Linked DNA regions of Bos taurus: region 1 is linked to region 2. A link is a contact called in public Hi-C data. All regions are on one chromosome and are shown on one strand. The core of a region is the stretch at or near the end of the contact, and the rest is flanking DNA. Distances in the headings are between cores, read along the strand shown.

What was found. Hi-C and Micro-C count contacts between places; a contact is called where the count stands out from the background.
Region 1: a contact with region 2 is called in a Hi-C map of liver, with 2.7 times the contacts expected there. A contact is called at or near these places in 5 of 11 Hi-C or Micro-C datasets (8-cell embryo, blastocyst, liver and 2 more).

What each region holds. Positions count from the first base shown.
Region 1 is chr8:45,340,160-45,345,474 of ARS-UCD2.0, reverse strand. The region is part of intron 1 of TJP2 (tight junction protein 2); the gene reads right to left. Among named protein-coding and RNA genes, the nearest start is that of TJP2, 28 kb to the right of the region's middle.
Region 2 is chr8:45,218,876-45,224,405 of ARS-UCD2.0, reverse strand. It overlaps FXN (frataxin), which reads right to left and starts at 1,752. Exons shown (of 5, transcript NM_001080727.1): 1 at 1,563-1,752. The coding sequence starts at 1,730. LOC101902390 (a long non-coding RNA gene) reads left to right here and starts at 1,840. Exons shown (of 7, transcript XR_235552.5): 1 at 1,840-5,530.

The DNA.
Region 1 (5,315 bases), core at 2,680-5,179, 120 kb before region 2:
CATCAATCTATAAACCAGATTTACATATCACCTTTTACTTTATTAAAAACTAACAAGTCAGGGGGAGGGATAAGTTAGGAGTTTTGGATTAAAACATACTACTACACAGAAAATAGATATCCAATAAGGGCCTACTATATAGCACAGGGATATTACAGTATCTTGTAATAACCTATAATGGAAGAAAATATCTTAAAATGTCTATATATATTTATCTACATGTATAACAGAGTTGCTTTGCTGTACATCTGAAACTAACACAACATTGTAAATCAACTGTATTTCAATAAAATTCTTTAAACATTAAAAAAAAAAACTAATAAATCAAAAAGACTTCAAAAAGAAAATTCTTGGACTTCCCTGGTGGTTCAGTGGTTGGTTAAGAATCCGCCTGCCAATGTACAGGACACAGGTTTGACTCCTAGTCCAACAAGACTCCACGTGGGCAACCAAGCCCACACGCCACAACTCCTGAGCCTGCACACCACACCAGAGAGAGCCCACGGGCAGCAGCCAAGACCCAGCGCAGCCAAAAATACATACATACATTTTTTTTTTAAAGGAAATATTAAGTTTCACAAAGTTATACATCAAAGAGCAGCTCTTAGAACCAAGTCACTTGGCAGCCTGTATTAATTTATAGGCCTGCAAATTAAAACTCTTCAAGCTTACTCATACTGAAAAGTATCAACCATCACAGAGCAGTTGAGAAACACAGGCCCTTCAGAGACAATACTTTGGGATGACTTAACAGTGGCATCCACACTCCAGCAGGTGATTGTCAAAGTACTGATTCTGAACACAGATTACAAAAAGCAGTCCTGTGACTACTGTGGCATCATGTTCTTCGGTAATAGTGATAATACAAGCAAATTATAGCCACTGCAATGAAATTGCCATTGCAACCCTAGGAGGCATCTATGCCATTTCTTGTTTGCTGAAATTTCTTGTTCAGCTTCCCCTAGTCCCAGAGACTAGAAGGCCCAATATCTTTGCCCAAAGGGTACCAATGAGGTGCAAGTATTTACTTATGATCTAAAGGATGAAGGGAAACAGATGCCGTTAGTTTTCCTTTTTCTTTTCCTGTAGCAGCAGTCATAGGCAGAAACTTACTTCCCAGACCTGAGTTTTGCAGCCGCCTCCAAACTCCCTATCATTTCAGCCTCCTCTTGGCTACAGAGGCTGATAAAATCAAAGAGGTCCCTGGCTCGGGGCAGAAGTAGCTTTCTAACTTTCTAGGAGGCAAATCAGAGACCTAGTGATGGGCCCTTGGTTTTCATCCCTCAAGCCATTTGTTCTGTAGGCATCTAATTCCCTCCATTAAGTCCCTTTCCCCTTGAAAGGTCTAGAACGTCTGTCTTCTTCACTGAGCCCTGACCCAGAGGTATATGATGCCCATTTCACAGCTGAGCAAAGTAAACTGCCTAAGGCCATGCAAGTTTCAGGACAAAAAGAACTCACACCGAGGTATGCCTGATTTCAGCAGTCACAAAAGCAAAGTTAAGCATGTCTCCAGCCCATGACCTAGCAATTCTACTCCTAGGAATTTACACAAGAGAAATGGGTGCATAAGCCAACAGAACAAAGTATTAGGTGACTTTCATAGCAGCTTTACCCATAATAGAAACAAAACAAAAACCTGACAACAACCCAAATATCCATCAACAAAAGAATGAATAAACAAACTGGGAAATTCATATAAGTGAAGCATATATTATTGAGCGAAAAAAAAAAACTACTGAATCACATAACCACACAAAGGTTATGCTGAGGAAAGAAACCAGATACCAAATGCTGATTTCATTTATACAGATCCTATCAAAGTGAAGCAAAGCTATACGATGGTAAGAGATGTCAGAAGAGAGGTTCCCTTGTTGGTGGGGTGGTAACAGTCAAGAAAGTGGCAAGAAAGAAGAACCTTCTAGAGTGATGGAAAGTTCTGTTTTTTGATCCAGGTGGCAATCACACAATGCATACATTCATGTAAAAGTTCAGCCAGCTGTGTAACTGGATAGTGATGGTGGCTGCACAAGCAGATGCCACTGAATTTACACTTAGAATGGTTAAAATGGTGGGTCTTACTGTGTTTTACTACAATTAAAAAAAAAAAGTATCAAGCTCCCCACTTCTGTATATATTACTATACTTCTGCATATATTACTATATATGCTATACTTCAATTAAAAAAAAAAAATGAACATAATAATATAGAAAAAAACTTCACTGTGAGTAAGCAAGCTTTTGAGACCACCGTTCCCACAGGAAAATTTTCCTCAATTTCAGGCAAATATTTTTCACCTCACTTCTTTGGTAAATTCAGTCTACCTTTCCTGTCTCTTCCCAACTCTTGAGTAAAGACATCTGCAAACTATACTTAAGAACTATAAGCTGATCAAGTATTGCTGCTTCTACTGCTGCTGCTAAGTTGCTCCAGTCGTGTCCAACTCTGTTCAACCCCATAGATGGCAGCCCATCAGGCTCCTCTGTCCCTGAGATTCTCCAGGCAAGAACACTGGAGTGGGTTGTCATTTCCTTCTGCAATGCACGCATGCATGCTAAGTCGCTTCAGTCATGTCCAACTCTGTGCGACCACCAGGCTCCTCTATCCACAAGATTCTCTAGTCAAGAATACTGGAGTGGGTTGCCATTTCCTTCTCGGCCTCTGATTAAAATCTGAAAAAACACTGATGTTCAAAGTGAACTCATTACCTCTTGATTTCAACATATTGCCACTTGCCTGTTTTTAGACTCTTCACAGTAACAGAAGGAAAAGCACAAATGCTTCCAGTTGCATTTCTGGAAAATTTCAATGCATGTCTGAGATGCCACAAATCTCTCTCCCCTCTTAAAACTCACCCAGACACTAAACAGACCCGACCAAGGCAGGCGAAGTGCTCTCCCTGAAGTTAGGCAGAAAAAATCCCATGTGCCTGAGGCATCTATGAAATGTGGCTGCCGGAGAGTGACTTCATGTCAGTCAGTAACAGTGAAAGAGGTCTTGCAACAGTCACCAGGAGGCCGTCTCCAGTACACTGGTGAAGAACAAATCAGAAAGGGCTCCTAGTGACAGGCCTGCCTTACCTTCTGTGCCCATGCTACAGGCATCGTGGCTCCTGGGAGAGGATTCCATAGGGAAGGGAGTGGGTACTGGAGGCTCTCAGGATTCAGCTTTCATTGGGAAGGGTGGAGGGGAAAAGGAAGAGGAAGGAAAAAGAACTCTCAAGAAGTTCTGTGAGATGGTTGCAGCTGCTGACTTGGGGCTGCAGAGTGAGGAAGAGAATTCAGTACCTACTGAGCTGGTACATTATTTAAGCTGCAACTGAATAATAGATCTTTCCATCACTTCATGAGCTAAACAAGACAGCCACTCTTAAAACACTGCTTTGCAGACAGACTGCACTGAATCTCATCTTCAAAGAGAAAACAAAGAGAAAGAAAACACACACAATTTGTCTAAGGAGTATGAAAGCACTTCAAGGTGACAAGAACCAACAGAAATTTAGAATGTTCTCTAGCTTTACACTGGACACTGAGAATCTTAAGCACAGTATGAGACTTCAGAGATGATCAAGTATAGTTATCCCCAGAAAGTAACTGACAATTATTAATAGAATTACATGCCTTAGCTAAAGTCACCAAGCTAATTCTTAGTACAGCTTATACACCATCGAAGAAAGGATCTGTATATTAATAAAAATTCTACATTATTTTTTTCTTATGGGCAAACTATCATCCAGTCACTCTATCAATGTCAGGAATCTAGGAATCCACTTTTCTAAGTTCTCAATGAGTCTTTCATTCTTACTATTTTATTCAATAAGGCTTCCCCAAATCAAGTCAGTAAAATGTGGTCAGTACTTCAGTGAATGTGCGTGGTGACCCGTCAGTGTCTGGGATGACGCAGACCAGGGAGGGGCTCATGGCTGACAGGAAATGACTGGCATAAGGCAGATGTGATAAGGGCTCAAATAAACACTGGTGTGTGTACACTAACCAATCACAGGCCAGGAGGTAACTGATTCAGCCTGAGGGAAGAAGGACAAGGGAGCAACTAAAAATGAGCTCACCAGGAAGTTTCTTCTGAACTATCCTTTTCGAAAGCAGAAATGGCTAGTTTGGCTAATACTTATTTCTTCAAAGAACTTCATTCTGCTTTGCTAGATATATTTGGAGACAGCCGTCCGAGGATGGAGAATGGGCTGGTAGCCCCTGATGGGTACATCATCCCTCCTCCCCATTGCTGAGCCCAGCACACGCAACCTCTCAGATGCCCGCTGCAAAAGAAGGCAGAGAAGAAACCCCACAACCTAGGATGTCTCTCAGTGAATGGAAACAAACAACCACACACGGAACATTATTTTATCAGAACAACAAAGGTTCACGAAGCTACAAGTCCTAGAAGAGAAGTTCACTAAATCCTATTGATGACTAGAATGCATTATTTCCCCAGTTCACCTTCAGCTAAGTGACAAAACCTAGAGTATCTGCGGTATTCTCTCATCTCTAACAAAGCTTTTTCTAACATATACAATGGCAAAGATACAACTGGATTCTGGGACTCTCCTGGTGGTCCACTGGTTAGGACACTGCACTTTAACTGCAAGGGACCCAGGTTCGATCCCTGGTAGGGGAACTAAGACCCTGTATGCCCCGTGGCCAACAAAACAAAACCTACAACTGGATTCTAATCGTTACCTATTAATTACAGCCTAATAACTGTTAGTGAAAGTCGCTCAGTCCTGTCCAACGCTTTAATGACCAGCAAGACTATCCCAATAATTTTCTTCCACAGTGTGTTACATATGTTCCTTCTAAATGCCGCTTGACTTCTAACTATATTGTCACTAACTATAAAAACATAACTATATATTTAGTCCTGTGTTTATATAGGGTGTCAGATGAAGCATTCTACAATTAAAGTTTCCAAAGACGACATCATTTTTCTCTTGTGAACATAATGCATATATTTCATACGGCTGAGTAAAGTCTATGACACAAATAATAATTACTGCATTGATTAACTCTGAAATCCGTGTTTACATGTGCATATGGGTAAAATTCAGTAAACAACTGTACTCAAGGATGTGACATGAGATTTTTGCCATGATTAATAGTATAATTTGACATCCTGGGGTCAGAAGAGCTTCCTGTAATACCCAACAAATATTTTATTTTCAAAAGATCTATCAATAGTCTTTTACCACTACTATCAATACCCCCAAACTCTCCCCCATCCTCCCCACACACACACACAAGATGATGGGGGAACAGAAATATAAGTAGAAACTATAATCTATAATCTAATCAGGCAAAAT
Region 2 (5,530 bases), core at 503-3,002:
TCGGTACAAGGCCGGCTAAGGGGAGACGCTGCAGGAAATACTAGGTAGTTCCACAGGCTCCAGCTCAGACCCTGGACATGACCCAACCTAGGCCACTCTGGTGAGGCTTGGCCTGATGGCCAGCAGGGAGGCTAGCCCAGGGTCCCCTTGTCACCCTGGGCTATGGCAAACCGAAAGCTTGAAGAGTGAGTCAGTTCTCATCCACTTCTGGGAGGACAAACGGGCACAACCACTCTTGGCATCAAATGAGTTGAGTATCTGCTGGCTCCTCACTCAGCAAGGCCAGCCTGAGGACTTCACCCAAGACAAGACTCTGTTCACACACACAGAAACGCCCACTGCAGCACCATGCCAGGCAAGAGCAGCACAGAAGGAACAGGGTGATGAACATGTGCATTCTGTAGAAGGGGCACCTGTGACCAGCGTGGTCCTGACTGCCTGGTTTTCCTGAGAAGAGAAGTCAGTGATTCCAACTTTGAGCGTAGGCAACCAATCCCAGGGATATCTCCAACACAGTCAAATAGCACACCTCAGTGGAAGGGTTAAGCCTAAAGTCAACTTCCAGAGCTCCATGAACAATTTGAATTGGATTTCACCTGCCCTTTCACTACCCACAGTCCATCCAGTGGACCAGCCACTCAGAGCTGATCTCTGCCTGCCTGCCTTCCCGCCTTTGCCCATTCAGTTCTCTCCTGAAGGCCGCTCACCACCTCCTGCTATCTGCAGACCCTGATTAAACATCACCTCTATCCTCCCGTGTAACCTCCTTAATCCCATAGTCCTTTGGGCTTCCAAGTCGTGGAGTAACTGGGTCAGGCATTTCTTTGTAACCCGGGGGAGAGAAGTGAAATTAAGTGCTTAAGACTTTATATATGTTAATTAAACCTATGCCAGCGGTAATCTCTTCCCAGAAAAACAAGCCAGGCCTCAGAGGGGTTCCGCCATCCCTCGAGGTACCTCTGCTGAGTCCAGGAGCCAGAATTTGGAACCCAGGCCCGATCCAAAAAGCCCTGCTGCTCTAGCTGCAGTGCTCCGCAACTCTGACATCTTCACCTCGCTAGATGAAAGCATTTCGTTCATAAAAGCCCATGCTTGAAAGCATCGCTCTGATAGTACACATTTATATCATTATATTGATATATACACTATTTGACTTAAGTAGTTCTATATTCATAGCATGCTAATATTATACATAGAATACTTATATGTATATTATAGTACCTAGCATATATTATTACTTAAATTTAAGTTCTCGAAAAGAGCAGTGACAAGCTTAGAACTATCACTGGCCCCTAAGAGTCAGTCCCCGCCCACCTTTCCTGCTTTTCCCGCAATTGCACCGCAGGATACAATCGCCCTTTTTCTCAAGAAAGCGGAAAACAGTGCAAAAGTAACCGGGAGAAACGGAGACTGGGCACTGCTCAGCCGCGCGCCGCCGCACTTTCCCCGCCCAAGCGCGGCCCCGCCGGAGCTGGGGCGAGTGCGCTTGTCCGGCGCGTCCTCGGCGTGCGCGGCCTCCCTCCCGGCGTGCGGCCTGCGCAGCTGCCGGCGCGGATACTTACGGACTGGCTACGCGCCGGGGCCTTGGCGGTTCCGATTCGCAGGCCCGGGAGGCCGGAGAGCGAGAGGTCCTTCGCCGGCCGCGGGGCCCCGGCACGGGTAGGGGCAAAGCCCGGGAGCGCGGAGCGGGGCAGGAAACTGGCAACCGAGCGGCGCCCGAGCGTCCACATGCTCTTTGTGATCTGCGGCGGCTCCGCCCTCCTGCTCGGGAAATGGCGAGCGCCACCTGGTGGTCACGGATTGCAGCCGCAGATTCCCCTTTTCTGTTGGCTTGGGAAATGACTAGAAGTTAGACTTTAGGAAGAACTTCCCTGCATTGCTCTATCTCTGCTTTTAACAGAAATAGAAAGCTTGTTTAATGCAAAGCACGAGGCTTAACCCTTGGGCAACGTAGTGAATGCATAACCCAGGTCCCTGACATCGGAGACTTCAGCTTAGTGACCCGTTGGTGGAGAATTCTATACAGAAAGGCTTTGGGAGCTGCAGTTCTGCTGTGAACTGAGTGGGATGCAGGTCTTGAGGTTGCTTGAAAGCCAGTATAGATTAAAGCAGCTAGGAGAGTACAGACAGGAGACTGCCTCCCTGGTTTAAAAATCTGACCTCTGCCCACTTCATAGACCAGTGAGTGCTAAGTCGCTTCATTCATGTCCGACTCTTTGCGATCTGCTGGAGTGTAGCCCTCCAGGTTTCTCTGTCCATGGGATTCTTCAGGCAAGAATACTGGAGTGGGCTGTCATTCCCTTCTCTAGGGGATCTTTGCCACCCAGGGATTGAAGCTGGGTCTCCTTCATTGCAAGCAAATTCTTTACCGTTGAGCCAGCCGGGAAGTTAATTAACCTCTCTGTGCCTTCTCTATGGGGGTAGAAATGTTTCTACTTCACAGGGTTGTTGTAAGGATAAAATGAGTTAATCTGGAAAGTTTTTTCTCGGACAGGCCCTGGATCCTGTTAAGCCTACAAGAAATATTGTTAATACATTTTAAAATAAAATTTTACTTTGGTAGTATATTTCAAAGGAATACAAATTGTGAAAGTTCTTTCAATTTTGTATATGCTTCAGAAAATGTCAAATATGCATGCTAGAGAACATCATTTTTATGGGTAAGATAGTGGCCACCTTGGTACTTTGTGAATAGTGGGGATAAGACACATATATAAATACTTAGGACAATGACAAATGTTAAAGAGTGGCAGAGTTGCATGGGAGAGTATTTATAACTAGAAGTGGGGGCAATCAAGGAAGTCTTCGTGGAGGAAGTGGCATTTGCACAGGACCTGGAAAAATAGGGTAGAGGAGATGGGATCTGACTGGCTATCTGACAGGGCGTTTTTCTGGATGAGAGATGTTCTCCTGCATTCAGTTAATTCTAAGCAGCCATTTATAGAGTACCTGCTGCATATATGCCGGGGAATGCTGTTAGACATCCTATTATGAACAGGAAGGCCACCCACAACGCAGAATCATCCAGTCCAAAATGGCAGTGATGCTACATCAGAGAAGCACTCATGAAGCCACACTGGAAGAATCCATTTGAGGCAAAGGGAATTGTGTTGGTTGGTGACCTTTGCCCTGACCCCGCTGCACTGACAGTGAGGCCCTTCCTCACACACTCAGAATGCAGTTATACACTTAGAGAGCTGCAGCCTTATCAACCAGTGTGCTTAGCGTGTTCCGGCATAGAAGGGTGCCTGCTCCAACTCCCAACAAAGCTGGTATCCCTGCCCTATCTTTTGAGTCAAGGAAACAGACTCAGCATAGCAGAACAGAAAATACTAAGGTCTCCCAGAAATTTGTCCTTCTCCAGGTCCTGGGAGGTGGTAAAAGAGAATTGGGCACACCAGGTTAGAGATGATTTTCATGTTTAAGTCATAAACATGACTTAAGCTCCCACCCCAGCTAGTGCTTTCTGCTTTGCACAGAAAGCAGTGTGATTTCTCTTTACAAAGCAGTGATTTAATGTTTTGCACAAATACTATATACTTTATAAAATGTTAGGAAATTTGAAAAAATACACTCAAAAGAGAGCAAGAAATCACCCCTTGGAATAACCACAGTAAACCTGTAGTGAGCATTCTTCCAGACAACGCAGTAGGTGTATTTATTTGGTCTGTAGAACAAGGATGCAAGATGAAACTAACCTCATTCTTTTTTAAATACACAAGTCTTCCCAACTAGAATATGAGTTACCTGAGAGGAAGCAGCTTGCCTTTGTTCCCTGATATGTCCCCAGAGCCAGATAAGGGTCTGGCATAGAAAAGGTCCTCAATAAATATTTGTTGAATAAATTATTACTATGCAAATATTATCCATGGCACAATCTTTTTTTTTTTTTAAGGTTTACATTGTCTTATTTGTGTGGCTGCATCAGCTCTCAGTTGCAGTACACTGGATCTTTGTTACGTCACGTGGGAGCTTTTCCTGGGGGCACACCAACTTTCTAGGTCGTGGTGGCCAGGCTCCAGACTGCACAGGCTCAGTACTTGTGGCACAAGGACTTAGTTGCCCTGTAGCATGTGGGAGCTTAGTTCCCTGATCAGGGATTGAGCCCACGTCCCCTACTTCCCACGGTAGATTCTCAACCACTTTATCACAGGGCAAGTCCCACAACCAGTTTTTATATTTGATACATTGTATTTCATGGAGAGTTAAGTGTGTTTTTTCATGGATTTTTAACTGCCTCCCCTTCACTTGTGTTGTCTGCTTTGACTGTATTCGTCCCTTCCTCAGCTTCCCCAGCATTGTGTGAAATCCCTGGAACATTCTGTCTCCCAGAAACCCCTCTCAGGGAGGTTCCTCCCTCCTGCTTCAACCTGGAATGATTCTCTTTAGGCTTAAGGGGCTGGGGCACACAATTCCATCCTGAAATTCCCCATCTGAATTCCATGCCTTCCTTTCTCTGGGGTTATTTCCTTGTTTGGATAGAGAACAAGCTCCAGAAACATCCTAAGAAAGTGTTGGGAGAGGGAAAGCATCCCTAGGTTTTCCTGGGGAAAGGGAGCTGACCTTTGGCTGTCCGTGAAACTCAGCCCAGGCCCCCTCTTCACCATTCTGTCTGCTCCCTTCCTGGTCCTTCCACTCGCCATGCCCTTCTGTCCCTCAGGCCTTTGCACTTGCTCTTCTTTCTGAATGCTCTTCCTCAGGCTCATCGCAGGGGTACCCTTCTCATCCTTCAGTCCTCAGTCTACATGTTCCCTTCTTAAAAAGCCCTTCTCAGACCACTCTACCCAACAGAGACCTTTCCCTCTACCCCGTCTCTCTCTGTCACCTCCCTCCATTGACTTCCTTTGTAGAATGTATTCTAACTGGCGAGTACATTGTCAGTCTGGGTCTTGCTGGCTGATTGGATGTCGCCCACCTTAGAATATCAGCTCCATGTCTCTCCTGTTCACTACTATATCCCCCATGCTGGATATGGGGCCAGGTAAATAGCAGACACTTAGTAACTGTTTGCCAAATGGATGGATGAACACTGCTGCTCTGTGACCTGTTGGATAAGCTTTCTGTAGAATGAGGATGACAGTGGTAGCCACCACATAATGTGTGGTAAGAGATGAAGTAAGGAATACATTTAAAGAAATGGTTATCTGCACATAGTAAGACTCAACAATTATTCTTTTCTTTCTTTGTTTCTGGGTTCTAGGCTTAACTCTGACCCTGCTTGGGCAAACTTGAGCTAATCACAGAACCTCTTGGGCTGTCAGAGTTTGTTGAGTGCCTACACACTGTTCTAGTGCTGGAAATATGGTGATAAGCAAAATATAAATCCCTGCTCTCCTGGGACTTACATTCCAAGATGTCTGATGGTCTAAACACTTTCTCTGATATCCTTTGTCACTTAGGAACTGGAATTACCTGGCTAGGTTTTGCCTGGAGGAGGGGATGAGGACTGGCTTTCCCTGATGGTTTGGCAGATCTCCTCCAACTGGGCATGTTTGAAAGTGAATTTGCTAGCTACAGCATAGGATCTCAA